Linked DNA regions of Anas platyrhynchos: region 2 is linked to region 1. Evidence: chromatin contacts called from public Hi-C data. All regions are on one chromosome and are shown on one strand. Each heading gives the region's core, a stretch centred on a gene start, on an enhancer-like site or on the middle of the called end of the contact. The rest is flanking DNA. Distances are from core to core; before and after follow the strand shown.

The links. Hi-C and Micro-C count contacts between places; a contact is called where the count stands out from the background.
Region 2: a Hi-C map of skeletal muscle shows a contact between it and region 1, with 6 times the contacts expected there. The contact joins the enhancer-like site here to the promoter of MCFD2 in region 1. A contact is called at or near these places in 5 of 8 Hi-C or Micro-C datasets (F1 follicle, liver, skeletal muscle and 1 more).

Annotation. Positions count from the first base shown.
Region 1 is chr3:38,966,265-38,970,673 of IASCAAS_PekinDuck_T2T, forward strand. It overlaps MCFD2 (multiple coagulation factor deficiency 2, ER cargo receptor complex subunit), which reads left to right and starts at 2,492. Exons shown (of 3, transcript XM_005009819.6): 1 at 2,492-2,785; 2 at 3,237-3,396. The coding sequence starts at 2,514. TTC7A (tetratricopeptide repeat domain 7A) reads right to left here and starts at 2,384. Exons shown (of 20, transcript XM_027454067.3): 1 at 2,182-2,384; 2 at 1,201-1,364. The coding sequence starts at 2,332.
Region 2 is chr3:39,051,989-39,056,856 of IASCAAS_PekinDuck_T2T, forward strand. No RefSeq gene overlaps it. Among named protein-coding and RNA genes, the nearest start is that of SOCS5, 49 kb to the right of the region's middle. Within about 2 kb of position 2,318, at least 4 of the 8 cell types and tissues checked have an H3K27ac peak or open chromatin away from gene starts, as enhancers often do. A contact at or near this core is called in F1 follicle, where this site is marked.

The sequences.
Region 1 (4,409 bases), core at 1,242-3,741:
ATTTGTTTAGTATTGAAAATGTGTATACAAATGCGTGCAAAAAACCCTACACTTATTAAAAGACAAACATTTGGGCCCTTTCTAATGTTTCAGAAAGCAGAAAAGGTTCCTAATCCTTCACCCTCGTTTTTTAAACACATTCAGTCAACAGAGGTTCATGAGTAGCCTGAAAGTAACTAACATGATTAGCCAAATCTCCGCTACAAAGAAACAGTAATGGCAATTCACTAAGCCAAACCTAACACCTAGTCCTGGAAACAAACAAACCAAACAGCAACAACAACAAAAAAACAACCAACCAACCAAGAACAGTGTTTTTGGCTGTTACTGGGGTTAAACTATAAAGAAAAAGAGTTGAATGAATCCTCCTTCCTACCCCATCTTTTTATTTAAATACACTGACTTTTGAGAAGATACAAACAATGAACTGCCCCACATGACAAAAAAAAAAAAAAAAAAGCTGAACACGGGCTCTGTTGCAAGTAACATGATCAACATATAACATCCACTTGCAAGCTTGTTACCCTGTAAGTTTCAGGACCAGGCACAGTACAAGCCTAGAACTTCAGACTTGTAATTTGGAGTCCTATTAAAGCTGTCCAAAGTCAACAGTAACCTTTGAGGCAGTGTCTTGAAACTCTCCTAAAGCCCTCTGCAACTTAGCTAATGGGCAGCTATGAACCACGCACTCAGAACATGAAACAAAACTGAGACTAAGTTGGCATAACTTATCTGTCACAGACTGAAAACAACACAAGGCTGTAACCTTGGACTTGCACTATGACCTCAATGGCCCAGCAGCAGCATGAAGCACATTTTACCTCTGTCCTGGTGTTGACCAGGTGCAATTCCCTCAGCCCCAGAGCGGCAGGAGGTTCCTCAGCCAGGCAAGCCCTGCAGCACCATTAGAAGGCCCTGCACCACGGCTGCAGAGAGCTCCTACATGCTCAGCCCACGTCTTTGTAATTAAAAAGAAGGATACATTTGTAATACCTAACCTGTTTGGATGTGAAAAAGCAATCTCTCAACAGAAGACACTGCAGAGGAGCATTGAATTACCAGGACATCAGTAACACCTATAAACACAGCACTGTACATAGAGGGACGTGATAAGGCAATGTCACCACCCTGTACCAGGCTAACAATCACGTGAAAAAAAGCATCAGGTTATCAGCAGTTACAGTGACAGAGCCCACTTACCCGCAGCTTTCCTCTGCTTAAGATGTTGGTCAGGCACTGCTTAGCCTCACCCAGTTTGGGCTCGTTCTTCTCTGTCAGGGGGATGGAGTCCTTCAGTTTGGCAAAGTTTTCCTGCAAGCATTCTTCCAGCAGGACTTCGGCAAGCAGCATGTTCCCATAGTCCTCTGAAAGCACATCCCACCCAAGCAGAAACATCACTGAGCATTTCTGAATGCTATTATCAGCGCTGCTTTATTTAAGTAGCATCACATTAACATTTAAACGGGATTAGGAGAAAACTCATCATCTGCAAGACACATAAATAGTAACTCTGAGGGGTGAGAGGAACTAGCAGAGGAAAAAGGGAAGTTGTGTTAACTCGGGGATATTGGGAACGTTGTTATCTATGAAAAATAAAGTGAGGCTTCCTTTTAATTAAAAGGATTTTTGCCTGATTGGATTGGTTCATTTTGGTGGCACAATTTACTCTTGTGTTGTCACTAATGTAAGAACTAAGAGTTGAAAAGGGGGCTTTGTGATGAAAAAGCATCAGATTTAGCAAGCATTTAACCACACGCTTAAGATTTAAAAGTGCACAGGAATATAAGTTTGCTGCAGATTCGGTATAAGGCATGAAGTTAGCTTACTGCAGAGCAGCAACCACATCAGAAGCTTAAATATTTTGCATTAAAGAACTGTTTTCTAGGAACTGTACGATGTAAATCTTGTTAAAAGACCCCACCGGCCAGCGCTGCTGCGGCTCCCGGCTGCATTCATTCAGGAGCACCTCACACAGTGCACTGAGCGGAATAGGGTAAGGACACCTCCCTACACCCCACCAGGGCACCCTGCCTTCCCCACAGCCCCTGGTGTCGCCCCCCGACACCGCGGGCACCCCTGCGGGCAGCGCCCTCTGAGGACGCGCCCCGCGGCTCCCCCAACCGCCGCTCGGCACAACCGGCACCCGGCGGGGCTCCCCCCTTCCTTCCTTCACCCCCTCACCGGCTTCCTCGGCGCCCGCCGCCGCCTTGCGCGGGGCCCTGCCGTGCGGCGGCAGCTGGTGGCGCAGCAGCTGCCGGAGCTGCGCCCAGTGCCGCTCGGCCCGGCAGCGCTCCAGCTCCCCGGACAGCTTCACGTGCCACAGCGCCGCCATCTTAGCGCCCCGCCGAGGGCGGCTCCGCGCCGCGCCCACCCCGCCGCAAGCCCCGCCCACATAGGGCGAGGCCCCGCCCACCGAGGGCGAGGCCCCGCCCCCTCCCCGCCGCACCTGCCAGGTGCAGCCGCGGGGCGGGGCGCTGAGGGGAGGGGAGCGGGCAGCGGGGCGGGGCGGGCGCATGCGCAGTGGGCCGGGAGCAGGGCCCCGCTGCACCTGGGGGCCAGGGCCGCCATCGCGCGGCGGTTTAACGGCCGCGGGCGGCGGTTTAACGGCCGGGCGCTCCGCGCTCTGTTTGTTGTTTCCTCTCCACAGGAGGCTCGCCATGGCCCCGAGGGGTGCGGGAGCGGCGCTGCTGTGCTGCTGCCTGGCCGCCTGCCTGCTGGGCGCCCCGGCGGAGGAGAGCCAGCCCGCGGGGATCCGCCTGGACAAGAGCCTGGTGCAGGACAAGGAGTACGTGAGGGGCAGGGCAGCCGGGGGGCGGCTGCTGGCCCTGCCAGGGGCTGGGGAGCCGTCAGCACAGCTCGCACCAGCGCTTCCTTAGCTGCCTAGTTGAGGTGTGAGGGTAAACGCGCTTCCTGCAGTCCCCTCGCGTTGGGGAACAGCCCCAAGGAGGCTCTGAGGGCTGCTTGGGGTGTTTTGATAACCAGTTCAGCAGGCCAGGAGCAAGAGGAATAGCTACCTGAGACACTAGAGGCCACTGCAGCACCTCTAAGGAGCAGCCGCTGTGCCTGCCTCGTTTCAGTGTAAAACTGTCAGCTGTCCTGCGTGTCCAGGGTGCTTTTAGAGACACAGTGCTTCCTGGGCACTTGGCTGCTTGAGCAAAGACTGCGTTTGATGTCAACAGAGAATTAAATATTAACTAACTGGCATGTCACTTGTTGTGTGTTGTTTTTTTTCTTAGCCACATCATGGAACATTTGGAAGGTGTTATCGAAAAACCAGAATCTGAGATGTCTCCACAAGAGCTGCAGCTTCATTACTTCAAAATGCATGATTATGATGGCAATAATTTGCTAGATGGGCTAGAGCTTGCTACCGCTATATCACATGTCCACAAAGAGGTAGGTGGTATATTGTAATGGCTTGTGCGTTTGCAAGCAGTTCTGACTTTCTTAAATCAGCTTTAGGTAGCATTGTCACAACACACCTTCAGTTACAGTAGAACAGTTTTGTGTGAAAACGAGACTGTTCCCCCTTCAGCTTGATTTATAAACGTACTAACTTTACCATAGTTTTTTCATGACACAGCACAGTTTTAAGGAGACTCCCCTGCAGTTTAAGCTTGACTGTGAGTGAAGACTGCAAATAATTTAACAAAGGGGATAAGCAGGGATGAGGAGAGGAGAAAGGGAAATTGTCCATAATAGAATTAGATTGATGTGTGATTATAGAAGTAGCATGTGACACAATGCTGCTGCAGGTTTTAAGCCAACTGTTTTCAGGCCCAAACTACCACTACCATGGATACACCAAATGTAAGAGACCTCTTGCACAAACTCAGCTTAGAAGAACCAGTCATGGTCTGCCGTTGTTTTCTTTACCATTTCTAAACATGTTTTCCTCCCAGCTACAAATGTTTAAGAACAAAAGCAAGTATGATCCTTAGGAAGACAACGCTTACAGAAAATCATGTACTGACCTTTCAGAAATTACAACTCAAAATAGCATAACTTTATATATACCTCTGGGGAAAAAAACAAAAAAACTTGTCAAGAACACAATAATGGCTTGCTGTTTCTTGTGCAAGGGCACTTCTTCTCATTCCCCTTTGTTCCTAAGAGGTGATACTAAGAATTTTACTATCTTTAAGCTACAACAATGTATTGAAGGTGCTGTTGTGTTTTTTTTTTTTTTAACTGCGAACTCCATATGTTACAAGTTCATATGTTACAAATATATGAAACATGTTACAAACATGTACATGTTACAAACATATGAAACATGTTATATGAAATATGTTACAAAACATATGTTACAAACTCCATATGTTACAAAGGATGATGTTTCTATACAGTATAGAAACTGTATGTCTGTGCAACATAAAGATTCAAATTAAGAATATGCCTACTAGGTT
Region 2 (4,868 bases), core at 1,068-3,567, 86 kb after region 1:
AATTAGGTCACATTAAGCACTGAGAAAATACCACAGCGGTTCCACACGACAACTGAAAGCGAGCAACAATGGGAAACAGCTCCTGGCTGGCAGGAGCACTCTGGGCATCGGGACATATTTTCTGTTAAGCACTTGCATGTGAAGGATGTGGGTGCAGGATGGGAGCAATCACCCGGGCAGAGGGAGGCATGATGCTTTCCCACCAGGCAGTGAAGCAAGACAGCGATGCACAGTGCACGGGTAGCTTCATCCCCAGCGAGTCGCTGCTACCCTGGCATGCACAGAAGCAGAGGAGCCAGATCCCTGCCCCTCACTGCTCATTTTGGTACATCCCTGGTTCCTCCAGGAGGGCTTACTTCAGGGTCAGAATGAACACACTGAGGAGCAATGCTCACAGCTGGGGCTTCAGTCTTAGGTAGGGTTCTTTTGTCCATACAGCACCAAGCACAGTAACTGGAGCTCCCAGTCCTACCACAGGAGGAAGAGCATCTGAAGTCTCTTTATCGTTGCACCTACTTGCTACAAAGCCTGTCTTTGGGCAGAGGTGGAATAGCAAGGAGAACACAGCCCATTCTGCTCACAGAAAGCCTCTTGTGTCCTATCAGCATCACCTAATTACGCTTGGTTGATTTCAGCTTTGAAAAGCTGAAATGAAAGGTGGTCGTTGTGTTGGCTCTTAGTGTAGTTACAGGTAACAGGCAGCCTGTTGCACAATGTTTGGTGCTCACCGCAAAGCTATCGTGCTGAAAAGTTTCTATTCCACTGCCACACCAGTGCTAGTTATTAAAAACATAAATAGAAGGGTTTTGTGCAGGACCTCAAAAACAGGGCAACTCTGTATGGAGGAAAAACTACAGACACCTTCAACACTGTGGAAAATGCTGGCCTGTGTATTTAACTCCTGCGCACCACAAAGTTACTTGTGGGGGTTGCAGATTAGAAAAGCATGTTTAATTTTGCCTGGGATCAAACACATGACCATTCTGCAGCAGCAAGCAACACACCTCCGAGATGTCAACACGAGCAGCGCAGCTCTCTCAGCACCTGAATTAACGACACAATTCTTGAAGAAATGGGAAAGCGGAAACTTTTCACCACGTTATTTCCAGTGGAAATACTAGTTGTTGTGATCAACGCTCCTGTTGCAACATCGCCTTTATGGGTGTGCCTTCACAGAGCATCTCAGCTCCGCTCGCACACCTCCAGGCCAGCAGATGAAAAGCCTGCAGCGCACCCCAAGAGAAGGCAGCGGAGATGCGCTCAGGACGCGGGTCCGGAGCGGAGCGGAGCCGGCGAAGGGGTGGCGGCGGGGCCGGGCAGCCGCGGGAGGTGCCGCGGGGCCGGGCTGGCAGCGCCGCCGCACTCCCTCTGGCGGCCGCGGCGCGCTTATACCGGCACGGAGCCCCAGACCCAACCACCCCTCCCAACCTTGGGCTGGGAGAGGCTGGAGGCAATGAAGAACGAATATCTGACACCTGCTAGCATCAGAGGAAGAGTGTTGAGTGTAGCTACATTCACTTCTCCTTACCGTGACTCATTCCTAGCTCACCATGCCGCCATTTAGCCTCAGCCTGCTTTGGGTTTCCTGCAGTAATTTGATTTGCATGCTCTGGGTTTCTGATCAGATCCCATCCGCTGCAAGTGCTGTGTTGTCTTAGCGCCACACTGTAAGTAAAGACTGGAAAGCCTCCAGCCAACAGACACTCAAGAAAAAACTAAGATTTCTTTGCTGTTCATGCAGTTTTCTCGAGCTGCTTGAACAAAAGTTATTGGTGGCTATTTTTTAAATGAAAGAAGTAGTGAGAAAATAACTTTGTGGCATATTGGGCTAGCAGATTGTTCAGACATTGTACAGTGACAATAAAGCCTTTAGGATTCGTTGACTGACATATATAATGAATGTAGCTGTCAAACTTTTGTGCAGCAATTTTATTTTGCATTGACGAGCTATTTCACTGGGCAGGGTTTTGCATAAGAAGAATAATTCACGTTGTTGTGTTGCTGCTATTTACAGAGCACAGAGGACAGTGGAATCATTACAATATAAATATTAATATTCAAATTTCTTTTGGAATACATAATTTTGTATGCAACGTATACTACGCATACATCTTGGTACAGGGAAAGAGGCATTGTTCTGCAGAGAGAAGGGGGGCCTGGAGCTGCTGGGGTTTGTTGTTCATTCACTGATTCATTATGTGGCCTTTGAAAAGGCACTTAGTCATTCTGCAGTTTAATTTTTCTCTCTGTAGAAAGGGGAACAATGCATCAACACAAACTGTTCCATGGTTTTTGCACTCACTGTTATCTGTTGGAGTTGTTGAAGTCACAGAGACAGCTCAGGGTCAAGGGGCTTGTCTGAGCAGTCCTCATGCACAGGAAGCCCAGAGGCAGGAAACAGCTCTGCTCTTCTGAAATGTCCTCTTTTTCCTACCAAGGCAGTGGCAGGGTAAATTTGGACTACCTAGCACAGCAGTTGCTTGTGCCTGTTACCTTACTTTTGTTATGAACAATGACTTGCCATGGGCAGAATATACACTGAAATCACTAGCCTTGAAGAGAACAGAAAACAACCAAGCAGGCAAAGCAGAACATAGAGAAAAAAAGAAAAAGAGAAAGGAAAAAAAAAAGAGTATAAGCAAGGATGAATCTCACACTGCATTCACTATGCAGTCAAGCCTATAAGCAGGTTGTGTATCTAGGGGTAGGAAATCACAAAGACATCTCCTGTTCCCTGGAGGAAGGTAAGCAACTTCTGCAATTGCCTTCATAGACTATTATTAGAACCACACCGAGGCTGAAGTACCCTGTGCCCAAAGCCACATCATGCAAACTCTGTGTACATAAAAAGAAACACTCACAGGTCTGCAGTTAATAAAAATGTTGGGCCCATGCTCTGGTACCAGTGTCGTTTGAGAAAGCTGCTGAACAAGTGACGTTCTGGAAAGGACTTGCAAAGAACAAGCTTGGAAAAGGCACAATAATCCAGCTTGAGGGCTGAGGTCAGTAAGCACACATGATTATATTTATTTATTTATTTATTTTTAAGAGTGTGACTGTTTTTGTTTCTTACTTTACTTATTTATTCATTTCCCTTTTAAAGGGAAATATCAAGAAATTCGAGAGATGGGAACTTCATCTCTGCTCCCAAAATAACAGTACTTTTTTTTTGACCAGAGAAGCCAGTTTGGCAAAGGGTGTCAGAGCAGTTCACAGTCTGTTTATGTACTAAAGCTCTGTATACAACTAAGAAGGAAAACAGGCACTGTATGAAACTGTACCTCCAGTCCTCAAAATGAAGAAAGGAGCCAGAGCAGAGAGGAGAGAAGTGGGAAGGAGCCTTCTTACCCACCCCACAGCCCTGTAAGACTTCAACAGAAAGATAAAGGGTAGATTTGAGCAATTCAAGGCAGCTGGAAGAGAACTGATGCTCGTGGGTTGCCGTCTTCACTATTTAAGATGAAGTTAACAACTGCACAAGGTGCACGCATGCAGGGATGTTCCTGCTTGCTATGAGCTGACAGTTTCTTAAAAGTGACGTTTGTGGTTGGAGTTGGTTTTCTGACAGGCAGTGCTGCCTCCCCTCCTGACTGTTATGGTGCTCAGCTTTTCCCGGTGTCTACAACAGAGAATGGCACATTCCCGGGCTTTGCCAAATCTTTAGCACTAAGAATTGGATTCCAAACAGTTCAGCATCTGCTTTAGCCAAAACAGCTCAGCCATTTCCAGGAATATTATTATGGGAAAATATATTGCTTGGCACACGTTAAATAAATCCAGACAACCTTTTATATGAGGATCTCTAGCTTCAGAAGGGAAATTTTGAAATCTGGCAGAGAGGAGGCCTTTGTGGCAGAAATGTGTCTATCCATGTTAAAATCTACCCACATTTGGCCAGATTGCGGAACAAGTTAAAACTGCAGGCAAGGGCTGAGTAAAGGCATTTGAAAACAGCAGTTATCTGTTATGTCTGCTGTGGGCAAGAAGACCCTTACCTCCTGCACAGCTGCAGGAACATGGCTTGATCGGAGCTGTGGAGGAGGAAGGACACAGACCCATCATATCAAGAGGGACAATTAAAGACCAAGGAGCTTGGGAGCAAGAAAGAGACACGGCCCGATGCCTTGTCAAGAGGAACAGCTGGCAGAGAAGACACCAAAAGAGAGAGAGGTTTCTTCGTTACACAGCCCAGGTTCGACCTCAGCATCATGAGCAGCAAACAGGCAAGGGGCCGCTGCAGGAAACAAGCTGTGACCACATAAGTCAAGACACTTGTAATACTTATGTACACAGCTGGGAGAATTAATGTCAGGCAGAAAATTTAATTGGTGGCACCTCCTAATTTTGAAGGCTTGAATGTGCAACCTCAGTAAAACTCTGTAAATGGGGATTGCATGCAGTATAGCAAGACTTCCTGGAGGAAGCACAAACATAGTCCCTAATTCTGCAAAATTTCATTCACTGAAAGCCTTGCACTCAGCATCTCACTGACATTGCTACAAAACCAAGGCCATCCTCTTTAAAAGCACAGACAACAGCATCTGTTCAAAGTGATGCAGTTGTGACTGCAGTAGTTCATTATTCAGACACCTCTTCCTGTATCATGGAAATACAATTTGAGGAGCGGCAGATAAATGCTCTTGCGTGTAGAAGGAAAATATCAGTACTTAAACTATATCTATAGTCTGAACTGACTGCTGGTCTATGAGAAGGTATGCTTGCAAGGCCCCCATTCATCTCATACAAACAGGGGTTAAGAGGATTTGAGGATTTACAATGAAAGTACTCGACCATTTGGTAACATTGGAGCATTTCACTAGTTCTTCAGTCTTGGCTCCTGGAAAAAGGACAAAGACAATTCACCTCCA